3 separate regions of the Mus musculus genome follow, and regions 1 and 2 are each linked to region 3. The links are chromatin contacts, called in public Hi-C and HiChIP or PLAC-seq maps. All regions are on one chromosome and are shown on one strand. The core of a region is the stretch at or near the end of the contact, and the rest is flanking DNA. Distances in the headings are between cores, read along the strand shown. Region 1 has its middle 110 kb from the start of Gm36148. Region 2 has its middle 30 kb from the start of Gm13749. Region 3 overlaps Gm35880 (a long non-coding RNA gene).

Region 1 (2,700 bases), core at 47-2,546, 180 kb before region 3:
AATTGGGAAATGGGATAAGGAAGAAGAGGAGGCTAACAAAGATTACATTACCCAGATGTTCTTATTCATTCTTCCTAGACTCTCTGGGAGAGAGGGTAAGACACAAGTCAGGGGCTGGAGAGGTGGCTCAGTGTTTAAGAGCACTTACTGTACCTCTAGAGGCCCTGTGTTCAATTTTTAGCACCCATATGGTAGCTCACATTATCTGTAACTCCAGTTCTAGGGGATCATGTATGGCACCAGGCATATACATGGTACACATAAATGTGCATGCAGGCAAAATACCCATGCCCATAAAATAAAATAAATAAGTCTTTAAAAGTCCAAAACAAAACCCATACATAGCTCAGGCTTATTCCAACTCAGAGGTGAGAAAGAAGAAATGTTTGTTTGTTTTTTTCTTTTGTGAGACAGAGTCTTTGTACATTTCTGAGGCTAACCTAAGACTCAAGTAGTACAGGCTCACCTTGAAGATCCTCTTGCTTCAGTGTCCTGAGTGCTGCAATTATAGGTATGTATCACCACACCTGGCTGGAGCTGGGCTATTTGGTTGCACAATCCCTCTGCCTGCTGCAGAACATCCATCCATCCATCCGAAGTGGGCTCTCGTAGTCAGAGAAGCAGCAGAGCCAAGAACCATAGGTATTCACAGTTAGCATGCTTTCTTGCTTAAGGAGGAGTGGGAGGGGAGGGGACACTGCCCTAACCTGTTACAGTGGGAGAGTGGGAGGTGGAGTAGCCAGCCGGTCAGATGTGCAAAGAAGCCATCTTTCAGGGTTTCCCTCTTAGTGTGTTAATAAAGAGTATCTCCAGGCAAGAGAAAACAGTGGGAAGCCAGCAAGTGGGAACTTTAGAACAGCCAGTTTTTCTATAAATTCTGCAAGTTAACTGGTAGCTACCCTTGGTGTGGTTTGAGAATTTTTTTTTTTTTAATTTTTATCTTTTGCAAGAGCAGAGGTACCTGATCGACAGATAGCCTCAAAGAAATCTGATTGCACAATACACTTTGAAATTATCTGTTGTGGACTCTTTCTTTTCTCTTTCTCTCTTTTTTTTTTTTTTTTCTTCACAAACCCAAGAATCCTTTAGCTAATTCTTTTCCCAGTGAAGGAGCCAATCAATGTTCTTTCAGGGGAGAAAATTACTAGAGAGCCTAGTATGTGTTTTGATGCCCTAATGAGGCACTATGAATTATCCAACCCAAACCAATTAAGTCTCAGCCCAGCTAGAAGGCTACAGAGGAGATGAGGAGACAGCATGCATTTAGGGCAGAATTAACGGCTTCCATAGCCTGGAAACAGGCTTGGGGGGAAGCCAGACCTTGGAGGAGCTCTGCTGTCCTGAGAGTTGGCAGCCAAAATGTGTTCTAGCCCAACATGAATGCTGACACATTTGCTTCTTTGGCCTTAAATTTTTTAAAATGTCTGTAAAACATAAAATATGTTTTGAACATTACATAAGACTATTAAGAGAGAGCAGATCTTGAGAACATGGTATGTCAGAGACAATAAAATAAGTGAAATGAACTGCTACTGACTGGAGACTTGACCTTGGGCCAGTTGCTCAGTCCTTTCATGTCAATCAAATAGGAAATTATAGCTCAATAATGTGGTTTTGGATTGCAGCTCAATAAGCAAGCTCTAATCTCTTGGTTATGCCTTACTGTACCACGGGAAACCAAGCGCTTATTTTCATTTTAATGGGATCTCTTCCAGTGGGCTGTGACTTTCTGAGGCATGCAGCACAATGCTTGGCTTGGTGTAGGAACTCAGGAACATTGAATAGATTGTAGAGCGAATAGTTATTCATATACTATAAGCCCAGAGGTAGCTGAATATGTGCACTATCAGCCCAAAGAACTGCCTAAATGCAATGGATTCTATTGACTTTTTATACAGTACGTGTATGATATGAAAATATATAAAAAGGGCAGGGGAGTTGGCTCAGTCAGTAAACTGTTTGCTGTGCAAGCTGGAGGGCCTTTTTGGATGTCAGAATTCAAGGTAAGAAAGGCCAGGTACATGGGTGTACAGCTCGAATCCCAAAGTGGGAGGGAGGCACAGTCCCTGAGGCTTGCTGGCCAGCCAGACTAGAAGAATCAGCAAGCTCCATTGTCTCGAAATATAAAGCAGAGTGACTACTGATGTTGACCATGTTCATATACACAAAACTACATAAAGTGATTGGTGCAGATTATGGAGAAAGGACAGCAGATTTGAACTGGTGAGGCTTGTGTGTGATGAGAACCACAACACAGGCTCTGGAGTCAGGTAGTACAAGGCTGGAGTCTTGGCTCTGCTCTCTCGTTAGGGAGCTTTATGTACTTGGCTGTAAGTTACTTCCCTTTCCTGGTCTTCAGCTGCTTCTTTTGGATTTTGTAATTTTCAGCAAAGACCATATAACCTAGAAACCTCCAAGAAGCTTTGAGAAACTGTGTGAGTGTAGCAGCACTCAGCCAAAGCTGGCCACTGGCATCCAAAAGTCTAGAGTGACGTGCAAAAGTTCTCTATCAAGTTCTCTTTAGGTCTCTTATGCCAGCTTTTGATGAATATCCAAGCAACATTTTATTTCACATACCCCTTTCCTGCCTTTATGATCCACCCCTCTATGTCCTGGCTCCATTTGCAATATACAAGGTTTTTTTTTGTTGTTTGTTTGTTTGTTTTTGTTTTGTTTTGTTTTCGAGACAGGGTTTCTCTG
Region 2 (3,019 bases), core at 145-2,644, 230 kb after region 3:
CTTGCGGGATGTATTCTTGGTTGCTGTCCTGGTTGTCATATATAGTCAGTGTGTCCCAGGAAGCTGAATTTTAAAAGTACTTTTAGTCTTGGACATTGCCTTCTGTTCTACTGCCTTCGGCATATCAAATCTCGTCCCACGAAGTAGCTGTGAGGGTCCATTAGCAAAGGCAGCCCAGTTACAAGGATTTTTAAAGCAAGGGGTAAGTATGTACAGTCCAGGCAGGCTGGATGGGGCTCAAGCAATCATTAATTCCTCTAAGATGGTTCTGATGAGGCAGCTCATAGTAGCTGTGGACTCTGGGGAAAGTCCCGGTCCTCAGCTTTTGTGGATGGAGAAAGTTTATTTTGTTTGTTTTTGTTTGTTTTGATTTGATTTGATTTCCTCATTCCTCTTTTGGGTTAGGGAAGGAGTGTCTGGGAATCACTGGGGTGGAGGGTGGGGGAGGTGAGTGTAATTCTCAGCCTGCAGGGTCTGAGATCACAGCTCTGGCCAGGCACCCTCCAACCTGCTTAGATGAAGAGGGTTTTCACAGCAGTGGGCGGTGCCATAGATAGCGTGGTTGCTAAGGATGTCATTATCACTCTGATTGCAGGAACCGGTGAGTTAATTGGCATGACCTCATTCAGGCCCTCCGGGGCCTACCTGTTCACAAATTATACAGGAGACAAAAAGTTGATCTTTTTATAGTGTCAGGAGGCAGCACCTGTTAACATTTAACAGAAGGTTTGAGAGAAGCTGGGGTACACAGTATTTATCTACCTGTTATCTTCCTCTCACCCCGAATGGCTTCCTCCTCACTGAATAGTCTTGAGACTTATCTTTCTAAAGCTTCCTTCTTGGTTGTTTCCTTTGTTTCCTGTAGAGGAAGTGAGATTTTTTTCCTGGTGGGAAAATCAGCCATTAAACTGAGGAAGGCTTGAGGAAATGAACTGAAATGTCTTGAAGGAAGAAAAATAGCACTATGAAGATGAAAAGGAACCGGGGATAATGGAGATTGATCGCTCGATCTATCTATGGCCTCAAATAAAACTGATCGGATTTAGCACGTTAGGTTATAGTTAAAAAGCTTCGTTGTTTCGGTTGGGGTAATACAGTTTCAGATTTTCACGGGAAGCCATTTATTTATTTTTGCATTTGTGAGTCATTTAGTCATTCCCTTGTGAGTGAGAATACATTTATTTCCCTGCTCCCTGCTGTTAGGCGTTCTATTAATACCACACTAGTTGAAATAAATGGAGCAGGAGAAACTGTTTGGTGGTGAATTTGTTTTTCAAAAAAATTTTTTTTGAACTGCTATTTTGGTAAGTTGGCTTTCCAACCCCTCCTGTGGTTTAAAGAGTGGTAACTTCTCACCCTTTCGCTTCCCCGACTCATGGTAGTGTGTGTGTGTGTGTGTGTGTGTGTGTTCCCTGCTCCTGTTCCAATATTGACAGCATCAAGGCCGTGGGAAGCCTTACAACCCAAGATGCGCATGCAGGAGAACCAGCCTGTGCTAAAATACCCCACCAAGCAGCAGGACTGTCAGAAATTTCAAACAAACGGACAGTTTTCTGGAGCGCAAGTTCTCATGCCTCTCTTTTGAACTCTGCCCCAAAGGAAACTCCAGCTTAATAACCAGGGGTTGGTTCTCCAGGTTAGAGGGAAGCGGCAAGGGTCGTGTTTCCCAGAGTCCACATGGGAGATTTTCAAATCACAGCGACTGTGCTCAGACACAATGCCCTTTGCTCGCGAGCCATGGCAGCACAGCTGAGCAAGATATAATGTGCTTGTTGTTCTGGACGGCTAATTACCATCAGTAATTGTTTGGGGCACTGAACACAGTGTGGGATAAAGACAGTTTTTTATAATTTTTTTTCAGGGAGGAGGGTCGATTCCACTCTCAGTCTTGAACCACATCAGCCCATTAGGCTGATTTGCCAGGTTGCCTCTGAGGACAGGTTCAGAAAAGCCCGTGGTGGGCCCCAGAAAAGCCCGTGGTGGACCCCAGAAAAGCCCGTTGTGGACCCCAGAAAAGACCGTGAACCACACACTGTTTCTGTCTGGCGAAGGTCAGGCAAACCCTGGAATTACTCACAGGGCTTTCACATCCCTGACTGCTCTGATGAGGATGGGGGAGGGGACAAGAGGGAGTAGTAGAAAGTGTCCATCTCCGGCCAGGGGGAGGGGTAAGGGGCTGGACAAGAGCACTCTGTTCTATTTGCTCCTTTCCCAGAAACCTTGAGAAGTGACAAAGAAAGAAAGAAAAGGCAAGCGAGGGACACATGTTCTCTCTCTCTCTCCCTCGCCTTTCTTCCTCTCTCTCTTCACTGCTTGCAATGGAGAGTCAATAACAGCAAAGATAATTTATGTTTAGGCTTAAACACCAACCCCAGAAGGTAATGTAGGGAGTGAAGGCAGAATGAAGATGATCCTCTGCATATAAGTATTTGGCTTCCTTTAAGGTTTTAAATTATGTACATCCAAGCTTGTATAAAGTGACCTCACCTGAAATTGACAGACAAAGATGCCGAGGCTCAGAAAAACAGTGTGAGTTCTCCAAGATGCAGGGCACACACTCAGGGGTGCTGAGACTAAATCGGAGATCTCCCATCACATGGAAGCTGATGTGTTCCTGAGACCACATGGTGCTTGCTGTACAGATCAGGATAGCATGCTAGGAGAAGGGTTGCAGCCAGGAGCCTGTGTGGCCTCCGGTTGGCCTTTCATCTTGGCTAGGATGGTGAGCTTGCTGATTTCTTTCACTTGTTTTATGAAACCAATAAAGTCAAGTGAGGCAAATGCTTTCCTGGCAAATCTGGGTGTGTTCTAATTGGCTTGTAGACGGACTTCCCGGCATTGCTAGGGAGTAATCCACCCACCCTAACCCCCTGAAGCTTACCTGCGAGGCATAAACAGGAACAGGGGTTAAGGCCTAGCTTACTAAAGGCACTTTCTTGGGGTAGGGGGATGGGGACGTTTTTGCCATTCATTTTCTACCTACATCCTTAAAATTTTCATCAAAGTTCCTAGACCTCTC
Region 3 (2,885 bases), core at 265-2,764:
GCATCATTTGTACATGCATAGAAATCATAACTGCCATGGACTGAATTGAGACCTTTAATCATAGCCCATAGTACCCTTGGATGGACTGGTTTTTGAAATAAGGTCTGTAAAGAGGTGATTATGATAAAATCACTGTGAATAGTGTTCCATAAGAGATAGGATAACATAGAGAAAAGATAGGGATACACCAGAGGAAGTTGCCCATTGCAATGCCAGAGCAAGGCCTTCAAAGGGGCCCATGGAAGTGGTGCCTGGATTTCAAACTTCCAGTTTTCAGAAAATTAAGTTTTGTTGTTTAAGCTGCTGTTTCTAGCATTTCTCTAAGGCAGTGGAGTTGATGAATGCCAATATTCAGAATAAGCAAGAGGAAGACAACAAAACAATGAAGAAGTATGGCATCTGGGGAGGTCTGAACTTTAGGAGAGAGGGAGGGAGGGAAGGAGGGAGGGAGGGAGGGAGGGAGAGAGGGAAGGAGGGAGGGAGGGAGGGAGAGAGGGAAGGAGGGAGGGAGGGAGGGAGGGAAGGAAGGAGGGAGGGAGAGAGGGAGAGAGTTCATCTATTCAGCATGGATCTCCATATCTGTGGAACTGCCTTTTATTTATTTATTTATTTTTAGGCTCAAACAACTACCAATCAAAACGCTCAGAAAAAATATTCCAACTGAACCAGACTGATACAGACTTTTTCTTGTCATTGTCCCCTGAACAATTCAGTCTGGCATCTATTTGTCCACCGTTTACGTTAGAGCAGGTATTACAAACAATCTAGACAGACTGTAAAGCAGACTTGGGTCAGTACAGATACAGTGCCCTTTAGCATCATGGATTTAAGCCTTCTGAAGACTTTGGTATCTGCATGTGGGGTGGGGATGAGCTGGAACCAACCCTTTGTAAACTTGAAGTGAAGCACCTTTCAAAAGACAACTGTACTTTCCTTTAAGCCCCTTGGAGCATAGCACGGGCAGCCGGAAGGGGATCTTTATTTTCCCTCCCAGAGAAAATGAAGCATGCCATAAACGCTTAATAATCTGTGGCCACCAGCTGCCGGCACCCCATCTCTGCAAGGCAAGGATAGATAGATCTGGTGATCTGCTCTTACTGGGTACTTAACGCTGGAATTCAATAGCGTATCTTTTCACGTTCCCGCTGGATCCAACCTTGCTGAGTCAGTGCTACCCCAGAGCTTTAGGTTCACAGCTTGTGTATAACCTTGGTTCCAATTGTGAGTGTTCAAAACAGATAAAATATTTAATGTCTTTTTATTGCTCCTCTCAGCAATGCTTAAAGTCCTTGTTGGCCTCTCGCACAGAGGATGGACAAGTGGCTCCTTCCCTTAGCTGCTCTTACAAGCTGCTTTGCAAATGGCTCTGGCAGGTGGCGCAGCGTAGGGGGAGGGCTCACAGTCTGTCCCTGGAGCCTCTGCTGTGCATTGCTCTCTGTAAAGTACCATCTCCCAGCCCTGGGTAGCCTAAACCTCCCTGCCCCTCCCCCACTCCCTTCTTGAGGTTATTTCTCCCTCCTGACTCATGCCTGCTGCTTCATTTGAGTAACTGTGCAAACGTTTAGCCAAGAGGCCATACCGGGCTGTAGGCTTATTTGGGGAGTTTCCAGCACAGGCACTGCGGCAGCATTCCATGCCTTGCCTTCTGGTCAAATAAGGACAAAGGGAACCACGCCTTCCATTCTTGGCAGTGAAGTAAGAACTGTTAGAATGCTGTGTGCTGTGTAGATGATTCTTTCCCGGCACTCCAATGACCCCTTGGTTGTAGAATTATAAATCAGGAAGAAGAAGTACAGAACATGATCTAAGGATGCTCAGGGACAGGGGGCTTATCTCATGCTGTTCTCATCTTCCTGGAGGAAGTCCATGGTGCCTTCTCAGTGGTCCAAAGAGGATGTGCTGCCACCCATGTACATGTCTTCTTTGTCATCAAAGAGAGTCACAAAACAATGCAGTTAGTCTAATACACACATACCCTACCTGGAAATAGAACTCAGAGGAACCAGTACACCTCGGCTGTTCTCGAGAAACACCCTTAGCAGAAAGAAGCCCCTGGTGGGGGAGATGACAAAACAGAGGTGGCTCTAACAGGTTGTCTTTAAAAGCCAATGTAGGTTTGTGATCAGAGCGTTTGGTCTCTGTAAACTCCCATCCTTAGTCTTGTGGAGAACAAAAAAACTTCCAGGGTAGGAGAGCAATTTACAATCCAACATGGAGGTTGTAGGGCTGGGGGTAGGTGTACAGGCAAACAAAGTAGTTCATTGAACTCAAGACCAAGGAGCCCCTCCCCAAACTTCTGATACTTTGTGGTTTTATCTTTTTACTAAACCACAAGCCTAATGTCCATGCAGATGGACCTACCGTGTGTGCCTCTCCCTTCCTGGGAACAGGTAGATGTAAGGGTCAGTGTGTTAGCCACCAGCCCTTTCTGAGAGCTCAGCCTCTTTCTAGAACATGCTTAATGTTATCCGTCCGTGTACTTTACTGGTGTTTAGGAGAAGAAAGCAAACAAAAATAATGGACAGGACAGTGCAGGGATATTGTAAGTGTTTTCTTTACAAGCATTTGGAGATGAGAAGGGTAAACGATCTATTTCCTCACAGAGGACCCTATACATTAGAGCTAAACTAATATTTGGAGGATGATGATCGTGAAAATTTTAAAGGAATCCCTCTGGGGTTGGGATAGAGAATGCTTCTACATAAGATAGATATTTACAGCTAAATGGAAAGAGCAGAAGGTAGAGGAAACAGGCCACGGGGCTCCCTAGACTTGCCATGTGTTCTTATACATCATGGTCCTTTCTTTGAGAATATATAGCTTTTTGTTCTATCCCCTTTAGCCCTTGCCCTTGTACCTGTGTCTCCTGCCTTCTTTCCACCCTC

What was found. Hi-C and Micro-C count contacts between places; a contact is called where the count stands out from the background. HiChIP or PLAC-seq counts read pairs in DNA pulled down with a chosen protein or histone mark.
Region 1: a Hi-C map of cerebellum shows a contact between it and region 3, with 1.7 times the contacts expected there. The contact joins two enhancer-like sites. A contact is called at or near these places in 6 of 484 Hi-C or Micro-C datasets (the HL-1 cell line, cerebellar granule neurons, cerebellum and 3 more), 2 of 115 datasets of contacts at active chromatin or transcription factors (both in embryonic stem cells) and 1 of 9 other capture datasets (embryonic stem cells).
Region 2: a contact with region 3 is called in a FOXA1 HiChIP or PLAC-seq map of pancreatic cancer cells. The contact joins two enhancer-like sites. A contact is called at or near these places in 3 of 484 Hi-C or Micro-C datasets (the N1E-115 cell line, cortical neurons and nephron progenitors) and 4 of 115 datasets of contacts at active chromatin or transcription factors (embryonic stem cells, fibro-adipogenic progenitors and pancreatic cancer cells).

Annotation. Positions count from the first base shown.
Region 1 is chr1:64,407,972-64,410,671 of GRCm38.p6, reverse strand. No RefSeq gene overlaps it. Among named protein-coding and RNA genes, the nearest start is that of Gm36148, 110 kb to the left of the region's middle. Within about 2 kb of position 1,296, at least 23 of the 459 cell types and tissues checked have an H3K27ac peak or open chromatin away from gene starts, as enhancers often do. A contact at or near this core is called in cerebellar granule neurons and cerebellum, where this site is marked.
Region 2 is chr1:63,993,551-63,996,569 of GRCm38.p6, reverse strand. No RefSeq gene overlaps it. Among named protein-coding and RNA genes, the nearest start is that of Gm13749, 30 kb to the right of the region's middle. RefSeq lists an enhancer at 1-3,019. Within about 2 kb of position 1,394, at least 115 of the 459 cell types and tissues checked have an H3K27ac peak or open chromatin away from gene starts, as enhancers often do. A contact at or near this core is called in the N1E-115 cell line, cortical neurons and pancreatic cancer cells, where this site is marked.
Region 3 is chr1:64,224,955-64,227,839 of GRCm38.p6, reverse strand. All of the region lies in intron 1 of Gm35880 (a long non-coding RNA gene), which reads right to left. Among named protein-coding and RNA genes, the nearest start is that of Gm39654, 30 kb to the left of the region's middle. Within about 2 kb of position 1,514, at least 166 of the 459 cell types and tissues checked have an H3K27ac peak or open chromatin away from gene starts, as enhancers often do. A contact at or near this core is called in the N1E-115 cell line, cerebellar granule neurons, cerebellum and 2 more, where this site is marked.